Regions from separate parts of the Mus musculus genome. Here region 2 is linked to region 1. The links are chromatin contacts, called in public promoter capture Hi-C maps. All regions are on one chromosome and are shown on one strand. The core of a region is the stretch at or near the end of the contact, and the rest is flanking DNA. Distances in the headings are between cores, read along the strand shown.

Region 1 (5,204 bases), core at 700-3,199:
GTTCTTTAAATAAATTAGCCCTTATGAAAATGCCTAAAAATCATATTACTATTTATTTACTCTTATTGAAGTGGGGAAAGGCTGCTGTGTGTCTCTAATCGGAATTCACATTTTCAGGATCAATAGAATCAGATTACCGGGCAGGATAAAGGATACACTAGTCTTAGTTTCATGACTTATTGATTCAGCAGACAGAATCCACAAGGTGCTTAAGTTTATTTCCCAAAATCTATTTAATACATCAAAGTGGCTATAAAATTTTCTGAGTGACTGATGATACAGAAAACTCAAACTGGCAATAACTAGCAAAATTCACTTTCCTGCATAGACCATTCTTAAGTTTGATTCAGAGACGAGTAAAGAAGCAATTTCCTTCCAAAGTTAGCATTAGGAGGGCTTGGGATAGAGCTCATTTGGAGAATGCTTACCTAGCTCACTTGGGGCTTGTGTGGTGCTTCTCAGTCCCAGTTATGCATACAACCATCTATGGTGACACAAGACCATAACCCCAACCTGCAAGAGGTAAAAGCTGGAGAATTAGAAAATGAGGATCAACTACATATTGAGTTTAAGGGAAGCCTGGGTCACAGGACACTTGTCTCAAAAAAAATTTTAGATAAATAAATAAATGACATTTTGGGTTTGTTTTAGACTGTATGCTCTCTAATTCTGACATTTACTTAGTACTTTATAGCTTTCGAAATGTTTATACACACATCACATTTGATCCTTTGTGTGATTTTAATTCAGCTTTACTATCAGAAGTAATGGATATTGGAGTCCAGAACCTTGAGTCATGGAAATACAGTTAATAGAGAATTTTATAAGTTGTCCAAACTCTGCTTCAAGCACAGCCACATGTGACTTCATTGTGTGGAATCGCTGTGTTTCAGTGGCTAAATATTTTCCAGCTTCCGTTTTCAAACATCTAACACTAGAAGGTTACCTAAGAGCACAAGGTTGCTTTGAAGAACTATTTATCAAAATAGGTGCCACTGGCAAGCACTTAATGAGGTTTTCATGGATAAATAACACAGAGGGAACCAAACTCAACATTCCCTCACCATGTGGTAGTTTAGTATATTCAATATGGTATCATGGATGAAAAAATTTCAACCTATTCAGTATCTCTCATGCCCTTAGGTCATAGTGTCTTTTCTATGAAGCAACTGGCAAGACCTCTGTCCCCATATGACACTCTCTAAATCTATCATGAGAACACTGAAATCACATCATGGCATAGAACATAAAACTACTTTAGTCTTTATATTAAATATGGCATCCTATAGAATAATTAAATATTTCTCTCTGGTCACATAAGCAGTCAGAAAATGATCAGCATCTTAAAGAAAATGGGATTAAGAATATAAATAATCAAACACTGTCCAATTTTCCCCGAGCACGTGTTTAAAATGAACAGCCAAGTCACTACACTCAAGGGAAGGGCCTGCATGAGGAAGATATGAGGATTTATAGGAGTAGCTTTGAGCAGTCTCTCCAGACAGTAAACTCTAGTGCGAGGTTAGGGCAAGGCAACTGCAATCATTTGAGACATTCAGTTGTTTCTCGTAGTCAAGTAAAGTTATGACTCAATTATCTAATCAGTAGTTTAAATAAGAAGTTGGATCCCGATTAATCATTGCTTTGTATGAATTGACTCAAACCAAAAATGGAGCTACTAATTCTAAGTGACAGATCATACATACATACATACATACATACACAGGCATATTTGGCATTTGATATATAATGGACCATTTATGTGGAGAATCCAAGAAAAATTGTGTATCTTTAAGACAGAAACTTCATGATATTGATAATCTCAACATTTATTGGTAAAACATAGATCCATCCTTACTCAGAATGATCAAGTAAGTAGGTTGTTGCTGACTTGGGCCTTTGTTGATTTTTTTTTCTACTTCTCCTCTTCTTTTGTCCAACCTTCTAACAACCAGTTCTTGTTGCCATGGCAATAACTGCTGAGACCACATTGACCTCTACCGGGTCCATTTCGTTTCAAGTGAAATCTAGAACAAAAGCCATCAAACGATATTTGCACCATTGGTTCAGAGAATTTAGTGTAAATCACAGTCATCTGGAGGAGGGATCTGCAGCTCGTACACTCACACTCGTGTGTTCACTTGGTGGGCACAGCCAGGAATTGGCAGGTTTCACCAAGCCTGAAAATGAATATTTAAAATTCACTCTCTGCATTGGTTTCCATTAAAGTTAACTTGAATGTATTAATTTTCTCCAAAATCAGGACATACACATGAGTCTTGAACTCTCTTGAATGCTAAGGATTGTTTGATAGTTTTTTTTTTTTAACATAAATTTATTTCACAATAATCCTGAGTACAGCTGCTTTACTTTAAAGCACTTGGCAAACATGGGCTCTTATAAATAAATAAATAAAAATCCTCCCTTGAACATAGCAGTTTTGTTAAGTTAGATGGTAAGCATCAATTTTTATAACACAATTTTTCGGCTTTCAAAATTCCTTCCATAGAAACTGGCGATATGGGCAAGACAGTTCTTTCTTAACCTTTCAAAGCATTTCCATTTACAACAGTAGCAGGCTGTGAGTTATATTTTTAAATTACTACTTAAAGTCAAGCAGAGAGGCAGAATGGCATTAAAAGATTGGACGAAGGCATCAATAATAATAACATTATATTAATTTGTTTCTTCATAAGTCTGTCAGTCACCTAATTCAAAGAAGAAAAATAATAAAGCTTCATATTGTACTTTGCTGTTTTAGACTAAAATTACAAATTGAATTTTAACATTTTTTTTTTCAGTAAAACTACATAAACAATATGAAAATTGGCTGGACTCCTATGATTATAAACTTATTCAAAAAATCATTCTCAAAAATCCTCACTGTATTTGACAAGCATTATGTTATATTGTTTATGAGTCATAATGCAATACTACAGTGAATTCCAATTAATGTACAAGCATGTGGTGTTTATACTACAAGGTCTGTTTGCTAGGAAGCCTGAACACGGAGAAGCAAAGGGAAAGAAAACAATTTTCCTGTACTGCTTTCTGTACACCTAGTTGCTGCAAAAGGCACCATAAATTAATCTCTCGCAGAGAGTAAAGGGCCCCTGCTTCCTGCTGACATTGTAGCTCACCTGTAGGAACTACCTCACTAAGCTTCACCCCTCTGTGGATTGTTATGTCCAGATGCGCAGGAATTAAAATCGTTTCGGCTTTCAAAATTCCTTCCACAGAAACTGGCGATATGGGCAAGAAGGTTCTTTCTTAACTTTTCAAAGCATTTCTAATTACAAGGGTTAGAACGTGCTGGGAAGAGCAAGCCAACCCTGCAGTTGCACCGCCCCATGCTTTCGCACCTTGCCAAACTTGAACTTCACTGACAGAAGGCTGAAACCAACTGATGCCTAAACTACCTAACAGCGGGCCTGGGCCTCACAATGTGTGTGCAGCAAAACTACTAATGGAAAGCAGAGGGATTGAGGGAAGTTACTGTAGTTTCCTCAACAATGAAGACAGTTGAATAAACTTAGCCGAAGTTGCCTTTCTTCCCAAATTTCCAATTGACATTTTCAAATTTAACTATCTTAAATATGAAATAATTAGCTTCTAAACAGAAGGCTTTCCCTGATCTGATCTCCCAAGAGTTTACAACCACAGAAACTAAGAAACTGCTGTGCACAAGGAGTCTGCCAGAGTCTGGCACCTTTCTATGTACTTTACAGTGTCCACAGCTCCGTTGTTTCCTCTTTGGTCTGATCAACTTATTTAACAAATGATACAGGAGCCAGTTGTTTTTGTATTGGTGGAAAGACTGCCTTTCCATAGAAACCCAAACACTAGTATCACAGAAATGAGGAGCCATTTAGTATTCATCTACAAATCCCTCCTTCCATACATAAATAATGCTGTCTTATAAACCCTACTCTAAATATCCTATGTGACCCAATAGAATTAAATTAGTCTTGAGAATTAAAACAGTTCAGTTCCCCATACTGCTGTTCAATGGGCATGGAACTCTGATGGAGTGAATTTGCTTTCCCCAACCTGTTCCCTCAACTTTAGACAGAATTTGAGGTTACTATCTCAATAAATAAATAAATAAATAAATAAATAAATAAATAAATAAATAAAATATACTAGAAAAATGGAAAGGAAATAACATATCAAAAGTAGAGTGGAAATAAAACCCTTAGCATATGTGTTTTAAGATGGCTCTGTGTATCTGCTGAACATAATACATTTTTAATAAGTGGGATTACATTGCCCTGGCAGTACAGTTCAGTGAAAGGCCTTCTGTGGACAGAAAAAGATCCAGTCAGACAACACAGCATCAAGAGTGAGGAGATGCCCATACAACAGAACTTATGCAAATTGTTCCAAACAGTGACACTGCAGAAGCGGATCATCCTCAACTATAATGAACCTATATATTAAATCAACACACACACACATACACACAGAGAGAGTCAGAAGCCCAGAGAGACAGAGACAGACAGACAGAGACGCAGAGACAGAGAGTGACAAAGAGGCATGCACATAGACAGTTCTTGGAAGCATAGAATTGATGACATACAAACTGGTAAAGGAGAAACAAACAGGGCAGGTAGGACCCTACGTGGTAGGACCCAAGTCTGAAAGCAGAACCTAAGAAGACTGGGAAAGAGAGAGGAAAGGGAGAGCCTGCATTTGTTTTCCATCACCTTGCCCTCCCCGTATTTGCTTTATCGAGATAGAGAGCAGTCAACCGTTTGAGAACCAAGTGACTTCAAATATATAACCCAGCAGGCCTGGGATGCAGGACGTTTACCACGGGATCTAGATGTTTCACTGAATAAATCAACAGTCCTAATTTGAGTAGTTTATAAGTAGCCGCAATTCAAATTCAGACACTGGGGGAACATAGACAATGCTGTTTTCCTATCTTACTTTGCTCCCCTTCCCCAATTTCTCACCATTGGAAGAAAAGACGGCGCTGAGAGGAAACTACTCATGCTTAGATGCTACTTGAATTTCTAAAGACCATTCCAGAGTCTACTCCCAACTCAAGACAGAACAGAAAAGAAGGAAATCTCAGAAGAGGCCTTAGGGAATGGTGAAAAGAAATACCTCATTGGCTTCAATATGGAGAATCTAGGAAGTGGTATGGTTTATAGAGAAATCTTCCATCTGACTGTCTCTAGAGTGGCAGAACACCAATA
Region 2 (4,844 bases), core at 1,299-3,798, 1.3 Mb before region 1:
ATAGAGATAAATCTTCAAAAAATAGAGACCAAAGAATGACTGTATTCGTAAAGTTTATAAATTATCTTGTCCTAAACCAAAATAAATAACCTTTAGAGAACAGAAGAAAAACTGAAGAAAGCATCAAATAATTGAACGACATCCCATGATCATGGGCTGTCAGAATTAATGATTTAAGTACTATATGTACTAAATTAATGTACAGATTCAATGTACTCTATCAGAGTCCAAATTATATTGTTAGTAGAATAAAACAACACAACACCAAGATCATGAGATCTAAAAGCGCTCAAACATTCAAAACAATGTCGAGGAGAATGATGCTGAAGGCATTGTAAATACCTGATCTCAAATTATTCTTCAGAACCATAGTTAACAACAATTAATGCCACTAGCATCAAAACAGACACATGATTCAGTGGAAAAGAAGAGGAAGACCAAGGGATAAATCCATAGCACCATGGTTTACTTAATTTTGACAAGGATATCAAATAAACGTGCAATGCAAAATGTCTCTTGAGCAAATAGTGGTATAGAAACACAATATGTATGTGTATAAGAAAGAAATTAGAATATGACCTCAAAAGGGACCTAAAATCTTAATTTTAATCCTAAAATTTTGAGAAATTTAGTGGAAAACAAAAGTAAAATTTTCAAGACGAATTTTCATGAAAGAGCTCCAATGGCATCAGCATAACATGATAACACAGGACAGTGTGAAAGCAAAGCAAAACAACGACAAAAAAGCCTCTTGCATAGCCAGTGCCAGAGTAATGAAAGCTGGGGGAAGTCTTTGGCATCTACTCATCAGATCAGTGATTAGTACATTTAATACACAAAATTTTATTAAGCCACACCCTTGAGACTAAGAATAGTGGTCAAAGGCAGAGAAATAACAAAGTTAATTAAGTAATGCCAAAATACAACTAAAGGGGATATACTTCCTTTTCACACAGCTAAGTACTGTGTCTTTGGGTTTAGCCAATATTTGTATTACAACATTGCTTCAGAAGGGATGACAGATGGCTTGATTATTAAAGGACATGCCACACACCCAAGAGAAAAAACTCCATAAATATAGATAACTTTTTATGTATCCAACTAAGGATGCTCTGTACAACAGAATAATTATCTGTACACAAGGAAAGAGAACATGTGCTTCAGACAAGGCGTTAATACACAAAATTGATGTGGGACACACACAGCTAAACAGCCAAAAAGCTAAAATGATGCTAAAATGAGCAGAGAATTAGAACAAATATTTGTCAAAAGACAAGATACAAATGGTCAAAAGATATGATAAGGTTCTATTATGCTAATATCCCAGAGATGCCAATCAAGAACAAGATGAGATTGCATCTCACAACTGTTAGACAATACTAGAATGAAGAAAGATTAATGATGCAGACTTTGTAGAGAAAAGGGCACCCTTTTGCATTGTTGGACAGAATGTGAGATGGTACAGCCATGACAGAAAATATCATAGCATTTATCACTCCCTGTAACACATATAATAAATATATATAAATTATGTATAAGTATATATACTGAAATATTATATATACTAACTATGTAATATATATTTATAACAAAACCATACATATTAATACACACACACATATATATGTATATATATATATATCTTCTACATGTATATATGTGTGCCTATGTGTATGAAATAGAGGCCATGCCACCGCATTTTAACTAAAGGAAATCCAATCCATCTTAAAGTACTACCAACACTATCAAGTCCACAGTCACATTGTTCACAATAGCAAAGATATGGAGCCAATGTGCATGAGTAGATGTGCTTTTCTTTCTCTCTCTCTCCTTTCATTCTCCTCCCTCCTTCCCCCTCCTTCCTTCTCTTCCCATTTCCCTCTTTTTACCCAGATCTAAGTCCATTTTTAACATATCCTTTTATCTCCCACACCCCTTTCCTCTGTGAATACACAATGGGACCAAACGCATACAAATGAAAAACATATGAAAGCTGATGAAATATGGAAATTTACTTTTTGGAAAGTTTATTTGATAATACTTATATTTCTATACCCAGGTTGAGAGTCATATTTGATCATGTTAAAAAAAAATGTTTCAAAGATGGTGCCAAACTATAAGTGCTCACATAATCCAGTTGAAGGTGAGGGCATAAGTAGAAGATGCTAAGTTTCATATTTTTAAAATCAGATATTACATTATAAAGTTAGAATATTTGAAATTATTTAAGAGTTCTTGATGTGAAGAAGCTTATAAGCACTTCATTAAGACAGCAGTTTATAGGCAACATTCTGGGCAGCTGCTGAAGCTCTTCAGTAGAAGCCACAGGACCAGTATCTTCTATAGCAGAGTGGGCGGCAGCAGCCATAACCATAGCCACCATAGCCACAGCCATAGCCACAGCCATAGCCACAGCCATAGCCACAGCCATAGCCATAGCCTAGGCCACCATAGCCACAGCCCAGGCCTCCATAGTAGCTGCCATAGTAACACATGGTGTCAGGAGTGGAGAGTTCAGCTGAGGAATAGGAGTGTGTTTCTTTAGTTTGGATGTCACAATCTACCAAGGGCCTTTTATATGCCAGGGTTATTGTTGTGGAAACCACAGGCGTTGCAGCACCACATAGCTCACTGCTATGCTTCATAAAACACCCTAAGTGTTGTCATGTACTGGACACACAAGGCTGCATAACTGAGATAATTGTGCTCCTACATGATTCCACAGTCAAATCAGGGAATCTGATTTATTTTTCAACTCTTCATACCATTCCTTATAGTAGATTAGTGAATACATGACATGATTCTGTCACATGATACAAGTCATTACACTTTTCTCCATTATACATAGATATGCATATATTAATTTCCATTGACCTAGAGAAGGAAGAAGATTGATATTTTTCTCTCTTTTGTTTTGTTATTTTTGGAATGAATTTTGTATTGAGGAATAAGTTTTTTGAGTCTTTCTCGTGAACAATTGGTTAAGTTGTTTGTTATTTTGGTGGGCATTTGGCATCTTATATTAGTATATTTGGTGTTTTTCTTAAGCCTTTTTTGATTATAAATTGCTTTAAAATCAGCAGAACATACTTCTTTTAAAATCATGGTCATACAAGCTTTATATATAATCATATATAAAATTTAAAGAAAAAGGGCAATACATAAAGTTGAATCTACAAAAATACTATAACATTACATGAGATATTGTAAGAATGTATATTTGAAGATTCAAGTCTAACATCCACAAAATATGTGGCATTTTGCTTTTAGGTCTCATTTAGCTCATTGTTGTGGCTCCATTCTTTCTGTTACAATTTTCATAATTTCATTTATCCTAACAGAGGAATAATGTTTCATTCCATAAATCTAGCATAGTTTTATTACATGTTTATCTATAGATAGACCTTGAGACAGTCTGCTTTCTGGGTATATTGAATAGATCAGCAATGGTCACTGATAAGCAGGTTTAGTAAGATATAGAGACCTTTGTATATATTGCCAATCTTGGTAAACCTGGATCATGCAGTAGATCCACTTCTAGGATCTTTTTTTTTTTTTTTTTTTTGAGGAATGTTCACACAGAGTTTTATAGTAGCTGTACAAATTTGAGCTTCTAACAACTGCAAATACATGTTTCCCTTTCTCTAAATCCACACCAGCATTTATAGTCCTTTATGCTTTTCTTTTTTTTTTAATTGTTTTATTTATTTACATTCCAAATGTTGTGCTTTTCATTTTAGCCATTCTGACTGAGATAATGAGAAATTGCAAAATAGTTTTGGGTGTTTGATGGTGATCTTTATGGGAATAATGGTGTTCTTCACTGTACAGAAATTTTTAGTTTTATGAGGTCATGTTTATATGTTGATGGATTATGTCTTGAGTTACTGCTGTTCTTTACCTGAAATTCTTTTCTGAGCCACTGAGGTCATGGGCTATTCTTTGTCAGATTCCATTTTCAGTGTCTCATCCCTATTTTAATGTTAGCTCGATGAAGTTTAAATTACTATATCTCTTTAGAGGTCAAGATATCAATGAGTTAATGTAGATGTGCATGTGGTAAGTGCTCTCCATGGAGTTGAGGTAAAATGCAGTGATAACAATGGGGGAAAAGTTATAATAGAACAAGAGGGTTAAGTAGGCTGGATGAGGAAAAGCAAGAAAGTCATCATAAATAACACCAAAGACCTTATAAGAAAGTTGATGGAAATATGCTTGTCACTGTAGAAGCTTGCATTCCAAATATATTTAAAATGGAGTAACACTATAATGGGGGCTACAACACCCACCCTAGACTCAGCAGGATAACAAGTAAAAATGCCAGTATCAGACATATGCTATCTCTTTAGGAATTCTTGACCAGTGTAGCCCCATATGCCTCTAAAAATGGCAGGCTACAGCCAATGTTATTTGTTTATCCTTGAGAATCTGACCACAAGACCTTGTGGATGAACACATAGTTGAGTCACAGAACATGGAGAACTCAAGCTTTCCCTGACCTTGAATCTTCACACCACTGTGCAGCCTTTTCCCCTTTTTTATTAGATATTTTCTTCATTTACATTGCAAATGCTATCCCGAAAGTCCCCTATACACCCCCCCCCCCGCCCTGCATCCCAACCCACCTACTCCTGCTGCCTGGCCCTGGCATTCCCCTGTACTGAGGTATATAATCTTCACAAGACCAGGGCATCTCCTCCAATTGATGGCCAATTAGGCCATCCTCTGCTATGTATGCAACTAGATACATAGTTCTGGGGGGTACTGGATAGTTCATATTGTTGATCCTCTTATAGGGTTGCAAACCCCTTTAGCTCCCTGGGTACTTTCTCTAGCTTCTTCAT

Evidence for each region. Promoter capture Hi-C pulls out the DNA fragments that hold promoters and counts their contacts.
Region 2: a promoter capture Hi-C map of hippocampal neurons shows a contact between it and region 1, with 7 times the contacts expected there. The contact joins the promoter of Krtap20-2 here to the promoter of 4930590A17Rik in region 1.

Annotation. Positions count from the first base shown.
Region 1 is chr16:87,906,016-87,911,219 of GRCm38.p6, reverse strand. It overlaps 4930590A17Rik (RIKEN cDNA 4930590A17 gene), which reads right to left and starts at 1,949. Exons shown (of 6, transcript NR_155304.1): 1 at 1,859-1,949; 2 at 429-513. The region is part of intron 15 of Grik1 (glutamate receptor, ionotropic, kainate 1); the gene reads left to right.
Region 2 is chr16:89,203,565-89,208,408 of GRCm38.p6, reverse strand. Krtap20-2 (keratin associated protein 20-2) reads right to left here and starts at 2,548. Exons shown (of 1, transcript NM_001163615.1): 1 at 2,015-2,548. The coding sequence starts at 2,495. The coding sequence ends at 2,313.